Linked DNA regions of Drosophila melanogaster: all the other regions are linked to region 1. The links are chromatin contacts, called in public Hi-C and HiChIP or PLAC-seq maps. All regions are on one chromosome and are shown on one strand. Each heading gives the region's core, a stretch centred on a gene start, on an enhancer-like site or on the middle of the called end of the contact. The rest is flanking DNA. Distances are from core to core; before and after follow the strand shown. Region 1 holds the start of Trp1 (Translocation protein 1). Region 2 holds the start of CG13123. Region 3 holds the start of CG4839.

The links. Hi-C and Micro-C count contacts between places; a contact is called where the count stands out from the background. HiChIP or PLAC-seq counts read pairs in DNA pulled down with a chosen protein or histone mark.
Region 2: a contact with region 1 is called in a Hi-C map of the Kc167 cell line, with 2.7 times the contacts expected there. The contact joins the promoter of CG13123 here to the promoter of Trp1 in region 1. A contact is called at or near these places in 6 of 107 Hi-C or Micro-C datasets (the D17-c3 cell line, the Kc167 cell line, the ML-DmBG3-c2 cell line and 2 more).
Region 3: a contact with region 1 is called in an H3K27ac HiChIP or PLAC-seq map of the Kc167 cell line, with 3 times the contacts expected there. The contact joins the promoter of CG4839 here to the promoter of Trp1 in region 1. A contact is called at or near these places in 1 of 107 Hi-C or Micro-C datasets (the S2 cell line) and 1 of 6 datasets of contacts at active chromatin or transcription factors (the Kc167 cell line).

The regions. Positions count from the first base shown.
Region 1 is chr2L:10,007,677-10,011,864 of dm6, forward strand. Trp1 (Translocation protein 1) reads left to right here and starts at 1,705. Exons shown (of 4, transcript NM_057660.4): 1 at 1,705-1,860; 2 at 3,061-3,876; 3 at 3,931-4,188. The coding sequence starts at 1,825. Ndf (Nucleosome-destabilizing factor) reads left to right here. Exons shown (of 9, transcript NM_135492.5): 9 at 1-1,213. The coding sequence ends at 90.
Region 2 is chr2L:9,790,916-9,795,103 of dm6, forward strand. CG13123 reads right to left here and starts at 2,192. Exons shown (of 2, transcript NM_135471.3): 1 at 1,966-2,192; 2 at 1,046-1,912. The coding sequence starts at 2,091. The coding sequence ends at 1,067. CG4036 reads left to right here. Exons shown (of 3, transcript NM_001201833.1): 2 at 54-779; 3 at 840-1,043. The coding sequence starts at 55. The coding sequence ends at 1,029. nAChRalpha6 (nicotinic Acetylcholine Receptor alpha6) reads right to left here. Exons shown (of 13, transcript NM_135472.6): 13 at 2,402-4,188.
Region 3 is chr2L:10,142,849-10,147,036 of dm6, forward strand. CG4839 reads left to right here and starts at 1,928. Exons shown (of 10, transcript NM_135505.3): 1 at 1,928-4,188. All of the region lies in intron 2 of CG44153, which reads right to left.

The DNA.
Region 1 (4,188 bases), core at 455-2,954:
AGCATCACCAACGAGGTGTTCAAGCACACCAAGCGCTTGGGCTACAGTGAACACGACTCGAGCGCCGTATTCGTAAGATCCAGATTTTAACATTTAGTTAACACGACTAACGTTTAAACTATGTTTTATCAATTAGTTTAAAGCGTACACCGAACAGAACGACAGAACCGACAAACGACTGACTTAAAAAAAAAAAACTAAACAGGACAGTAATAGAAACGCATAACCCTCACTTATTCACCCACCAATCCAAACTGACAGAGGCGTTCGTTCACAAGGAGTTCTCCTGCCCTTGTGATTGGCAGCGCCACCACCCCAACCTTCTGCATCTTCCCCAATCGCCCCATATGCAAAGCGTTTAATGCAATATGTCTACGATTCGCCGGGAATCGCAGAACCGTGTCGTCCTGCTTTCAACGCAGGAGCCACTGAAGAGCGCTTGGGTGAGTGTGTTCAACAGCTGGCGGATGAAGAGCACAATCTTTCCGGGATCACTTCAATCAAGTTTAGAGTTTTTTTGTATTTTATTCTTTGACGGGTGAAACGCAATCCCCAGAGAGGAGGGAGGAGGCCAGGGCGCCGTGTTTCCGATTTTATATGTGTAAGGTTTTGCTTTCCAAATATCATTTTTACGCATGTCCATACATAACTTGTAAGTGTATAGAATACTGCATCCGAATAAAATGTACAAAGCATACTTGTGAAAGACAACGCCGATTTTGAGAAACCGAGCGAAGTATGGAACCCTCCAATGTGTGTCGATCCAACCTCCCAGCCTCCCACTTTTTGTGCATTTACTCCAGTCCTAAAATTGTATACATTTAAAATCCCCTTTTTTTCTATGAGTAAATAGTAGGCTAATCGATCATACTGCGTAGAATGGCAAACATATTTGGAGTGACGGTAACGATAGATTGGTTTAGTTTTAGCCATCTCTCCCCATCATCTGTCACTGCAACAAACGAGACACAACCTAAAACGGAAAAAACGGTACAGAACGCACCACAACCGATACGCAAACGATACGAAAACGTAAACTACACAACAACCGGAAGAAAACAAAATAGAGTAAACTTTGATCGAACCCTTTGCGTGGGTCGCTATTAATAATAATAATAAGAATATATAATAAATAATATATTTTACTTATTATTTAGTCTGTATTTTGTTGTAAAACAAAGATTAATAAAAAGATAATTTTAATAGAGGATGTAAGGAAATTAAATTGAGTTCGCATTGCAATATTCACGTTTTGCTTGATATGGTTCATATATATTTTGGATAATACAGTATTAAAATGTAAGTGCAATTTAAACTTTATTTAAATTGACATACATTAAAGAAATGTGTGTTTTGGGAGAATTTCATAATATTAAAGTTATATACAACTTGGTTAACCTTTTCGATTAGTATGAAAGGTATATTTTTACTTATTTTGTATTGTTTTTTATTACCGTAAAGGAAATGGGAGGTTTTCTTCGCGACACAATTTTATTATTTGTATAATCATAAAATTAGTTAAGAAAATTCAATACCTTCTAAAAATATTGATTTCATATTTTTTTGTTGCTAAATGATCCTTTTAACCTATGAATATGAAACATTAAAATAATTCAAAAACAACTAGTTCCCATTTTTAGTGGTTCCAGCGATAGGAAATAATCGCTTCACGGAGTTGCTGGAAACATCGATAGCATCGCGTGAACATCGACTTTTGTTCCATCCCTATCGTGGATGTTTATGTGGTGCGTGTGTGGCAGAATTATTATCAAAATTATTGAAAGAATCAATTTTGAGCCCGCAGATCGTCACACTTGCTAGAAAATGTCGGAAAAGAAGCGAGCCCGTCGCCGCAAGGATGTAAGTGCTAACTGTTTCCAATTAGATCCTTCTAAAGGGGCTGCGCGTGTGTGGGTGCCACAGTCCAATTGACATGCCGAAAGTGTTTGTTTTTTGTTTTGATAAAAAAGGAGAAAAAAAACGTGTGCATGCAGAAAAAAAGTAAAATTGACTCGAAAAGAAACAAAACGCTGAATTGCGAGTTCAGATGGGTCATTCAATATTTTAATATTATTTGTGGGGGGCAAGTTCAGTGCAGGTTGCGCTGCTCTTTGGAGAAACCCCCGTGGGATGCCCCCCGCCCGCAAAAGGTCTATAATTAGCTTTATGGAAAATGTCTTCGCTGCGTATTTAGCTGTATCTGGAATTTGAGTTCTACCTTTTCTTTTTTATTTTTCAGTCAATTAAGTTTTGGGGTCTACAATACAAACAGCTGAGCTTACAAGCTTTTGCCTATCTGGCAACGCCGTAAGTCCGTCTTGTAAGCCGATCTCGCTCATTCGCTGGCTCGCTCTCTCCAGCTCTCCCTCTCGCTCATTACCCACACATGTCAGGTGCAGGCCCACTTATCAGCTGCTCTGGTTGTTGTTATTGTGGTTATTCGTGTTGTTGTTGGGGAAAGTTTGAGTACGCGTGTAAGTTGGGCAGAGGCGGCGCTTAAGAGGGTTTTGTTAATCATTGGCTCCACACATACATGGGAAATTATCACTAATATCATTTCAATCGTTAAACAGCTATGAGTATCAATACAGCTTCAAACCCCCTTGCATATTTTCCAACTGCTCCCCTGTTTAGTATCCATGTGTTTGTTTGTTGTGGTGATCACCAGCTCGTTTGATTCAATACTTTCTAGACTCTCAGAGCGAATGCAACACGTCACGGCTAAGAAAAACTACAACCGCTTCTGGAATAGTTGTTTCTATTTATATAGTTCGCAGTTTTTAAGTTACGCATATTAATTCTCGTAATGAGTGGAGAGGAGGAGTACTTCCAGGAGGAGGAAGAAGAGGAGCAGGAGCAGGATATTTACGACGATGGCACGGTACTTAGGAAAAAATAAAACCCACGTATAATAAAGCCATCTCAACGGCTTGAGGGTGACGAATACAAAATTGGTGTCGTGGCCTATATTCGCTTGTAGTCCCCCCATTTAACCAATCGATCGTGAAAGTGAGTTTCTGACCTGGTTTTCGGACCTTTTTCTCTTTTTTCCTCTTATAGGAATACACCGAACCGGGTGCCCAGAAGGTAGACAAGCCGTCAAAGGACGAGAAGAACGTGGCCAAGTGGCTGAAGAAGAACGTTAAGACGAAGAAGACCAAATTCCTGAGCCACATCGTCGAATACTTCACCTCCAGCAAGGCCATCGATGCTCTGCTAAAGTCCAAATTCACCGAAGGCAGCAATCCGCTTTTCACCACCCGGGAGCAGGTAATCGAGTTTCTAGACGTGATGCTGGAGCACAAGTTCTTCCATCGCGCCAAGAAGGTGCCCGTCACTCTGGAGGAGATCAGAGGAAAGTCTGGAGGCGACAAGAAGGCGGACAAGGAGAAGACCCAAGATAAGGAAAAGGACAAGGCAAAGGATGAGAAGAAGGATACCGATCCGGAAGGCGATAATGGCCAAGGAGACGGAGGTGCGTCTGGCAACGAAAAAGAGAAGGAGAAAAAGGAGAAGAAAAAGCGCAAGATCCGCCTGGACATGCATCCTGAGCAGATCTTCGTGGACGGCTCCGAGGCATACGTCTGGATCTACGATCCCATACCGCTCCACTACTGGATATTCGGCTTCATCCTGCTACTTGGCGCCGTTGGCATTTGCCTATTCCCTCTGTGGCCTCCACTGCTACGCAAGGGTGTCTACTACTTGTCCATTGCGGCTGCCGGCTTCCTTGTTTTCATCCTGGCTCTGACAATTGTACGTCTAATTGTGTTCATCATCGTGTGGGCATTAACCGGCGGCAAGTTGCACTTCTGGATCTTCCCCAACCTGACTGAGGATGTGAGCTTCTTCGCCTCCTTCTGGCCACTATATGAGGTTTGTTTCGAATTATCCATTTATGTTAGTTTACTAAATTACCTTCATCTCTAGAGCAACTATAACAGTGACCCAAATAATTCGTCCGCCAAGACCGACAAGAAATCGAAATCGAAGGACAAGAAGAAGGAAAAAGAAAGCGATGCCGAGGACACAGCCGTGGATGCGGATGGAGACGCTGACGGTGATGTGGATGCTGAGGTTTCCACGCTTGAACCAGAGAAAATCGAGCTCATCAAAGAACATGACACCGACATGGAGATCCGCAAACGTCGCAAAGTGGGTGCCGATGACTACGAGGAAGACGATGTG
Region 2 (4,188 bases), core at 942-3,441, 220 kb before region 1:
TCCGGTAACACTGGCAGTCTGTTTGTAATTAACGTGCTTTTGCCCAATTTCAGGATGAATACAATTCGTCCTTGCGGTTGTAAGGGCGTTCGCACCTGCTTGAGCTGCGAACAGGACTTTCATATAGCGAAGACCTCGCTACGGGAACAATTCCAGCAACTGGAAGCATGGTCCTACTGTATCCAGTGCGACCTTCTGCAGCGCGGTTGGGATACCAATCATGTCCAAAAGGATCATGAAAATCACAAAAAAGATGAGGGCCTCCCACTGCCGGGCATCCTGGTGCAGGAGGAATTCCTTAGCGTTGATGAGGGCGCCCAACTTATAGCCGACTTGGATGACCTGCCATGGGACATCTCGCAGAGCGGCAGGCGAAAACAGAACTTCGGACCCAAGACCAACTTTAAAAAGCGCAAACTGCGGCTGGGATCCTTTGCCGGATTCCCCAGGACAACGGAATATGTGCAACGGCGCTTCGAAGACGTTCCCCTGCTTCGTGGCTTTCAGACCATCGAACAGTGCTCCCTGGAGTACGAGCCCAGCAAAGGAGCCAGCATAGATCCGCACGTGGACGATTGCTGGATCTGGGGCGAGCGTGTGGTCACTGTCAACTGCCTCGGCGACTCAGTGCTCACTTTGACGCCCTACGAAGTTCAACAATCGGGCAAGTACAACTTGGACTTGGTTGCCAGCTACGAAGATGAACTATTGGCGCCTCTACTGACAGATGACCAACTTGCAACTTTTGAGGGAAAGGTGCTGCGCATACCTATGCCAAAGTAAGTTTACTTATTTATTGCCTTCTCTTCCGGGTTAAATTTACTATCCCTGCTTTTCAGCCTCTCCTTGATAGTTTTGTATGGGCCAGCGAGGTACCAGTTTGAGCATTCTGTACTACGCGAGGATGTCCAAGAGCGCCGCGTTTGTGTAGCCTACCGGGAGTTTACGCCCATGTACATCAATGGCGTAGACATCCAAAAGGGAGATCCTGTCCGAGAAAAGTCTCAGATATTCTGGCAAATAAACTAGCAAACAAGACCAATGTAACTATGTAATATAATCTTTATTATGAGCGCGGATTATCCCGATCCTGACTGGCTGGCCTGTAATCCAGCAGTGCCACCTGTGCGGGCAGCTGAACTCCATGAATTTTCTTTAAGTGAGCCCTCAGATTGCTACTGGTACTAAAGTTGTTGGAGCAGACAACGCACTGGTGATGCGGATGCTTCTGCCGAATATGCTCATTGAGATCGCGAACCTTGGCGAAGGCGGTGGTGCAGTACTTGCAGACGTGCGAATTGCGCACGTGGGTTTTCAGATATTGAGGCGAGGCATAAGCCAGTGGGCAGTACTGGCACTTGTAGATGGCCTGGCTGCCACTGGGCTCCACGTCCAGCAGGCGATTGGCCTCGTTGTACTCGTCCAGGTTGTAGTGTTTCAGTTCGACGGCAGCATAGTCCACGGTGCGCATCTCGTATGCTGGGGATTCCAGTTGCTCCAGCTGAGAGTCGGATAGATCCAGTCGTGGTTGGGCTGTGGTGGCAGGTAAAAACTCGGAGACAATCAGCGAATCTTGGTTGGCCAGCCTTTGAGAGGGTTTCGTACAGCTATCCGTCCTTCTCCTCGTTTGTCTTGTTTCTGTAGGACGATCGGGGTCTAAAACCACATAATCCAGTGGTATCCTCCTGAATTCCTCCAGTATCTCGAATTCATCACTAGCCTGGTTTTCGGGCTCTTCCTCCGTTGCGTCCATCTTAACTTGGCACATTTCTACCTCCGCCTCGTTGTAGAGCTGCAGTAGCTGCTGATTGGCGAACGTTAGCTTCCTGAAGAAGGCGTACTGCTGCAGGCAATCTTCCAAGCAATCATTACAGATCATGGGCAGCTCCTCAGTAAGATTAAGTGCTATGTTCTGTTGAATATTATACGTATTCACTTATGTTTAAGTCATTTCGAAGGTCTTACCCAGCCGAACATGGCTTCTATCAGCTGGAGGACTGTCTGATCCGAACTGCCACCGCTCCTGTGCTCCCGTATATCCACCGAAGCGCTGTCCACGAAGCAAATGCGGCACAGTTTACGCAGGTCCATGGGTTTTATTATTTAATTAATGTAAATAAACTGTAATGTTAATGTTAATATAAATACATTCAAAGAAATGCAGCCATGTAAACAACAGTGTGGCTAAATATGGTTAAGTTCACGTTCTTTAGTATTGTGTTAGCCATGCATGTATTTTCAGTATTAATATTTAGTTTTGTGACAGTCCATTTACGGTCGTACTGCATTTTAAAATCGATGACGATGACAATGACGAAACTGTTACTTTTTAAATCTGCAAAAGGAGAGAACAAAGAATAATGTTCTTATTCCGCAGAGATTGTAATAAAGAAAACCACTGGTCGTTTCAATTCTCTTTTCAAAATAAATATTTATTCAGTTTTTTGTGTTTTTGTTGCAATCATGTCTCTCGATTTTTAATATTAATTTGTTTATTATTTAAATCAATTAATTCCTTGGTTTTTCTCTTAAAATTAGTTATTATCGTCAATGTGACGAAAGTTATTTGTCTGCCAATAATTCTTATTGACAACAGACTTCTTGCTAATTTTTTTGCTTTTTGACTTAGCCATTTCCTTTTTTACATGCATAATATTCGGGAAGATTTTTATGGTTTTCTTTTTCGCGATTGGCAATCGACAGAAATTCAGTAACGGTTTAATAATTATGCAATAAGCTATTTAAATTGATGTGGTAGTTAGACTTGGGACACAGGTGGAGTCTTGGATTTGGATTCGGGTTGGCTGGCAGATTTCTGCTCGGGTCAGTTTAGTGCTAAACATTCGCGGTTTATAGACTAAGTTTTTGTTGTCGTTTAGTTAAATGCTAATTTTAAATATATTTGCCTTGTTTAAAAAAGTGTTTCTCGAATCGGTTTTTAATGCGCTATTTATTGTTGAACTCTGTTTAATTGCCCTGGGGGGTTTGAGAACATGCGGAGTGCAATTGAAACGAAACTCGAACTCTTCGGTTTGCTGATTTCTTTATTATTATTTGTTTCTTTTTTTGTTTGTAATACGAACAATTTGAATGCTTTCATTTTTCATTTTCCATGTCTGACTGTGTGTGTTTTGGGCGTGTACCAACCGTTTTGTAATTAGCTTTTTGCATTTCGCGATTGCGTGTAACTCTGATCAGAGGAAATTAGTTAATACTTGCAAAGTAGGTAAGTCGTAAGTGAGTAGTAGAGTTTTCAAATGAAAAAGCACTTGGCTTCGCTACAAGTTTGGTTTCGTGGTAATTTCATTTTAATTTTCATTATCAATTTTAAATTCGTTTATCGTTTTAGTTTTCGCCTTCCCGCTCGCAACTGCACTATCGCATTAACTTTATCTCTGGTAATCGCTGAGGTCGAAGGTCGACCTCTCCTAATGTAGGACGCTTAGTTTATGGCTCCTTTTGCAGGTCACCGCATTTTATAATTGCCTAGTTAACGCTAAATTATTATTACTTGTATTATACATAATCTCGTACACGTAGAGTTCAATCTTTTAAAGAGTGTAGAAAATGGTTTGCTTCTTAAAACAGCTTCTTTTTATCAAAAAGACATCCATACACATATACGTAGTTCTAATTATGCGCCTAGCTGCTCAAAGATTAGCACTAAATTAATTATAAAAAAAATTAAATTTAAAATGCACACACCCTCCGCAGCTCTCGCTCTCTATCTCTCCACATCTTATTCTTATTCTGTTTCTGAAACTTCAACTCAAGATCTTAATTTCAAGTGGAATTCGCACCTCGAAAAACAACAACCTCATGGGGACAGAGCAGTTTTCGGTAGGATTACCACCCATCGCTCTGGGCGCAAGTAAAAATCGTCTCATATCAAATCTAAATTTAAATATACCTAAATGCAAATAAACCATACAAAGTGAGTGTATACACATTAAACGCTTAGATCTGATCTGCAGTTCCTTCAATTGATTTCAGCACTCGATTGGATTCCTTCTGACAATCTGACATTCGGAAATTTTGACATCGGGCATCGGGCATAGTGGCTATGTATAGGGCCGATCTGGTTTAACCGTTAAGTAAACTTTACGTCTGGCTATCAAAAGTGGTTGCTCGTCACACAATTCTGTTAGAAATTCTCTTTGGCAGGACGAAAATAAGAAAATGGGTTCG
Region 3 (4,188 bases), core at 678-3,177, 140 kb after region 1:
GGCCTGCGTGCTCACCCCTTGCCACCGACGGGACCGAGATTCCGTCACCATGGGTCGGGTTACCGACTCCTCTGGTGGGGGATCTCGAAAGTCGGGGGCTCCTCCTGAACGGGTCGTTCCGATCAGGGGGACTGCCCCCCACTGCACTGTCCATCAACTGAAAGATGGCCTAAGGTTACCTAGGCGAAGCACCAGCCTTAGAAAGGGGTTCCCACGTAGGCCACGGATTTCCCCCTGGCTTTTACGGATGGAGGTTTGTACCGCCTCGACTCGGACACCAGAGCCTCTGCTTAGGCACCAGCACGGTGAGAGGATGATATTTGGTCTGTCCTCGACCTTTGTGCCTTTTCCCCTTTCTTAAAGACTTGTGCGCTCCCAGTAACCAGAATCAAAATTAAAATTAAATTAAAATTCAACGGTTTAATTTTAAGTTTAATTTTGAATTTCGCGCTCTACTGTCGCAACACAACACTGATCACACGGTTGATCTGGCAACGCCTCCCTCTCCAGATCGCCCGCTGCGCCAAGTTGGCAGCGCTATCAGCTGCTTTATATCTCAGTGTGTGTGTGTGTGTGTGTTTGTGTGGTTAATAAGATTATGCAATGGAACTTCCTGCGGGGGAACAGGAAATACCCGGGCAGATATGTATATATTTTGGAATTTGTGCTCGAGTTTCGTTCGCTTCCTTGGACCAAATGAGTTTGCAGCGTTGACTTTAAAGCGATGCTCCTGCCAGGCTGACAAACTTCGACATCCGCATTCGCATCCGCGCCGACATCCGCAGCCTGCTGCGCGGCCTTCAAAATGAGGCTGTGTGTGGGTGTATCTATGTGTGTTAACAAGTTTAATCAAACGACTATGTCGCCAGATACGTGCATACTTTTAGGCATATGGGCACGTAGAATCGCGCGCGCAGTGAAAAAAAAAGTATTTTAGCACGAGTGGCAAGTCAAGTCGAGGGTGAAAATGAGTTCTACTTTCAAATTGCTTTAGTTACGCATTTAAGGCATAATGAATAAAAACTCCGCGAACTTTTCGCCCAACTCGAACGCCTCGAGAATTCTAATTTGTGACGCCAACTCTTGCCGCTTGTCATCACATTTGATTTACATATTTTTCGAAAGGTGAGAGCGTGACATCTCGTTAACCCTTTCGCCAAACTTTTGAGCGGAATTTTATTTAATATAAAGTTTGACTTCCGAATGCCAAAACTTTTGTATGGCATACGAAATGGATTTCTAATGACCACTTGCTAATGAAAATTTTCAGAAATATCATTTTAATCAAAATGAAATTAATGCAGCAAAATATATATAATAAAAAAAATAAGCACCATAACTTCTATATTTGTAAAAACAAATTCTGAAACCGAAAAGTATAAAAGTGTGTCATTTGGAAAAAATATTTATAAAAAACATTTATTATTTTACTAAAGAAAATATGAAATTGAAAAACACGTTAAAACAGCACAGTTTAATATGCCAGATGTACAATGGAGTTTTGCATGTTTGCTATTCTTAAACCAAAGTGTAAACAGCATAAACAGTGTAAACAGTGTTATATGGGCAATGGGAGTTTGATTAAATAGCTATTAAAGTGCTATTTGTGCTGTAAAAATGGATAGCAATTTTTAAATATTTGCTGCATTTCTTGCAGCCCCATAAACGAATGGCAATGTTTAACTTTCGCCATAGGAAGCAGCTCGCTTGGGCCAGATAAGTTCGCTGGTATATTTGCTTATTCCAATTACACTTGGCCCTAAGACCCCTTTTGGCCCACATCCATGAGCGGGCCCAGAAAAAAGAACGTCTCGCGTTAACAGTGACGCCTGGCATGCCCAACACTTCTCCATAGATAAGGCCACTAGGCAGGCACTTGAAACTGAACTGATACCGATAAACATAAAGCCAGTTGGCCGATTCGGTCGCAGTCACCGTTGGCATCGCAGTCGCAGTTGGGGCGTCGAGCAAATTGCCAATTTAAATTGGCCGCGTTAAATTAGTCGAGTTATCAGCCTCCACGGCGGCAGGTGTACGGAAGGTTTACGAATCGCGGGCGGCAATATTCACAATATCGCGTATACGCCCTGCACTCCGCGTCTCCGCGCCAAGTGATTCAGCCCTCGTGGAGCGGAAATTGTTACGTGCGAATTGTGTAAAATGAGCTGACCCCATCGGAAATGGAGTTTTTTTGGGAAGTGAATAGCCACGATTGGTTTTAAGAAAAACACCTCCCCGCCGAATTTGTATTACTGCGGTCATTTGACATGCCCGTTTTGCGTGCTCAACTCAAGTGGTTGATTTGAAAAGTGAAAAGATGAAGAATTTGTTGAGTTCTAAAGCTGAAAAAAAAAATAAGTGAATGCGCAAGTTTGTGAATTTCATTTCCATGCTATTTGACAAATTGACAGTCAACAAATTTATCAATCATCTTGAAGTTCTTGATATTGATATCTAATCAAAAGATATGGCTGACAACTTCGTGGAAACATTTGAGTGTTTTTGTTTTTATTCGCGAAAAAGTGTCTCAAGCGTCAGTCCGCTAAAAAAAAGTAGTTAAAAAATTTTAAGAAAATTACGGTGTTGGTCAGTTTTTGTTTTTTTTTTTTTTTTTCTTCAAGTGACACACTTTTCGAAATGTCGTGTAAAATTGACCAATTATGTGAACTTTACTCTGGCCATTAAATCTTATCGCAACACCGAAAATTCGTGGCTAACGCGGTCGAGTTATAAACCAAATCAAAACTGAAAAATAACAGAATCAGGCAATAGCTTAATTATAAAATGCAATGAAATGGCAACATTTAAGAACAGCAAAGAACAACAAATAAAGAAGCAGAGAAGTGTGCTGATAACTGCAAACGAAATGTCAATAAATTAATATAAATGAGTGACTCGTGACTGGCGGCTCCAACGATTCATTCCGGCCTTTCTCTTGTCGTTATTGTTGATATAGCTGTTGCCATTACTTTGGCCAATGTTTCAGCTTGTTCTATGCACCATTTTGTACCATTTTGTACAATTTTTATTTGTATTTCCCAAGCAAATCATGTGGAAACGAGCAAACAACGGGCAGTTCTTTATTTTCCAATATTGTTCGGTGTTATCGACAAATCGTATAAGGAAATATAGCACAATTATTGGTTGATAAAACGCAGCTAGCTATATGATTCTTAAGGCACTGGCCTGAACTTTGTTAGTACTCGAAAAGTTGGGGCTATGATAATGGCAAAGCCCCCAAGCCAAGTATCGTTGGCATTCTTTGGGGCATTTGCCTTAGATCTCTTGGCCAAACAATAAAATCCCCCTGCTCATAAATAGAAAACAATTAGGCATTTGGAGACGATAAGGCCAAAAAACGATAAAAAGCCAGCAAGCATACTGTGACTCACAGCGTTTTCTTGGCCGTGAAACAAAAACCAAGAAATTGGTAGCAATTCGCTGTGAGCGGTAATTAAAGCAGCCAGTTGACGATGCGCATAATTTTTGAACTTTGAAACTTTTGTTCCACAAACAAATTTATCAGATGCAAAGCAAATGCTTCTCAACCAGTTTTCTGGGACAGTTGATAAACCCGATGTGGTCAACTGGCATTCTGCGATGTCCTTTGTTTATGATGGCAAGCTGAAAGCTGCTGATGGCTAACACAGTATCTGGCTCGTTGTCTTTTCACTGCGTACTTCTAGTTTTTGGCAATAGCATCCTAGATACATACTACTGGCTTAAGTGCACTGCAAATAAAATCGAGTTTTAATGAGCTAACTTGTTAAATCAGTATTAGAGTCTTAGCCAAGAATAAAATGCAATATTGCCTAATACATGTATTTAATCAAATGTAAAATCAAATTAAGTTTGCCAACATATCAGCGCACTTTTTTTTAAGTTTCCTTAACCATTCGAAATGCGATAAGATAATTTGTGGGTTAAAAACGATATCGAACATTTCGAGCTTATCAATTTAAAGCCAATAAGTGTTATACTGACGAAGTAAATCGATTCGTAGACCAATCACAATCGAAGCATACATAATCCGCCACAATTGCAACCGAACACAACAAATTTATAGCCGCAATTAAATCCTTGGCCATAAATCAGGGAATATGGCCGGGGTAATCAAAATGTGTTTAACCCACACGCAGCGAACGAATTGAGATAAAAACCAAGTTGACAACGAAATTGGCGCAAATC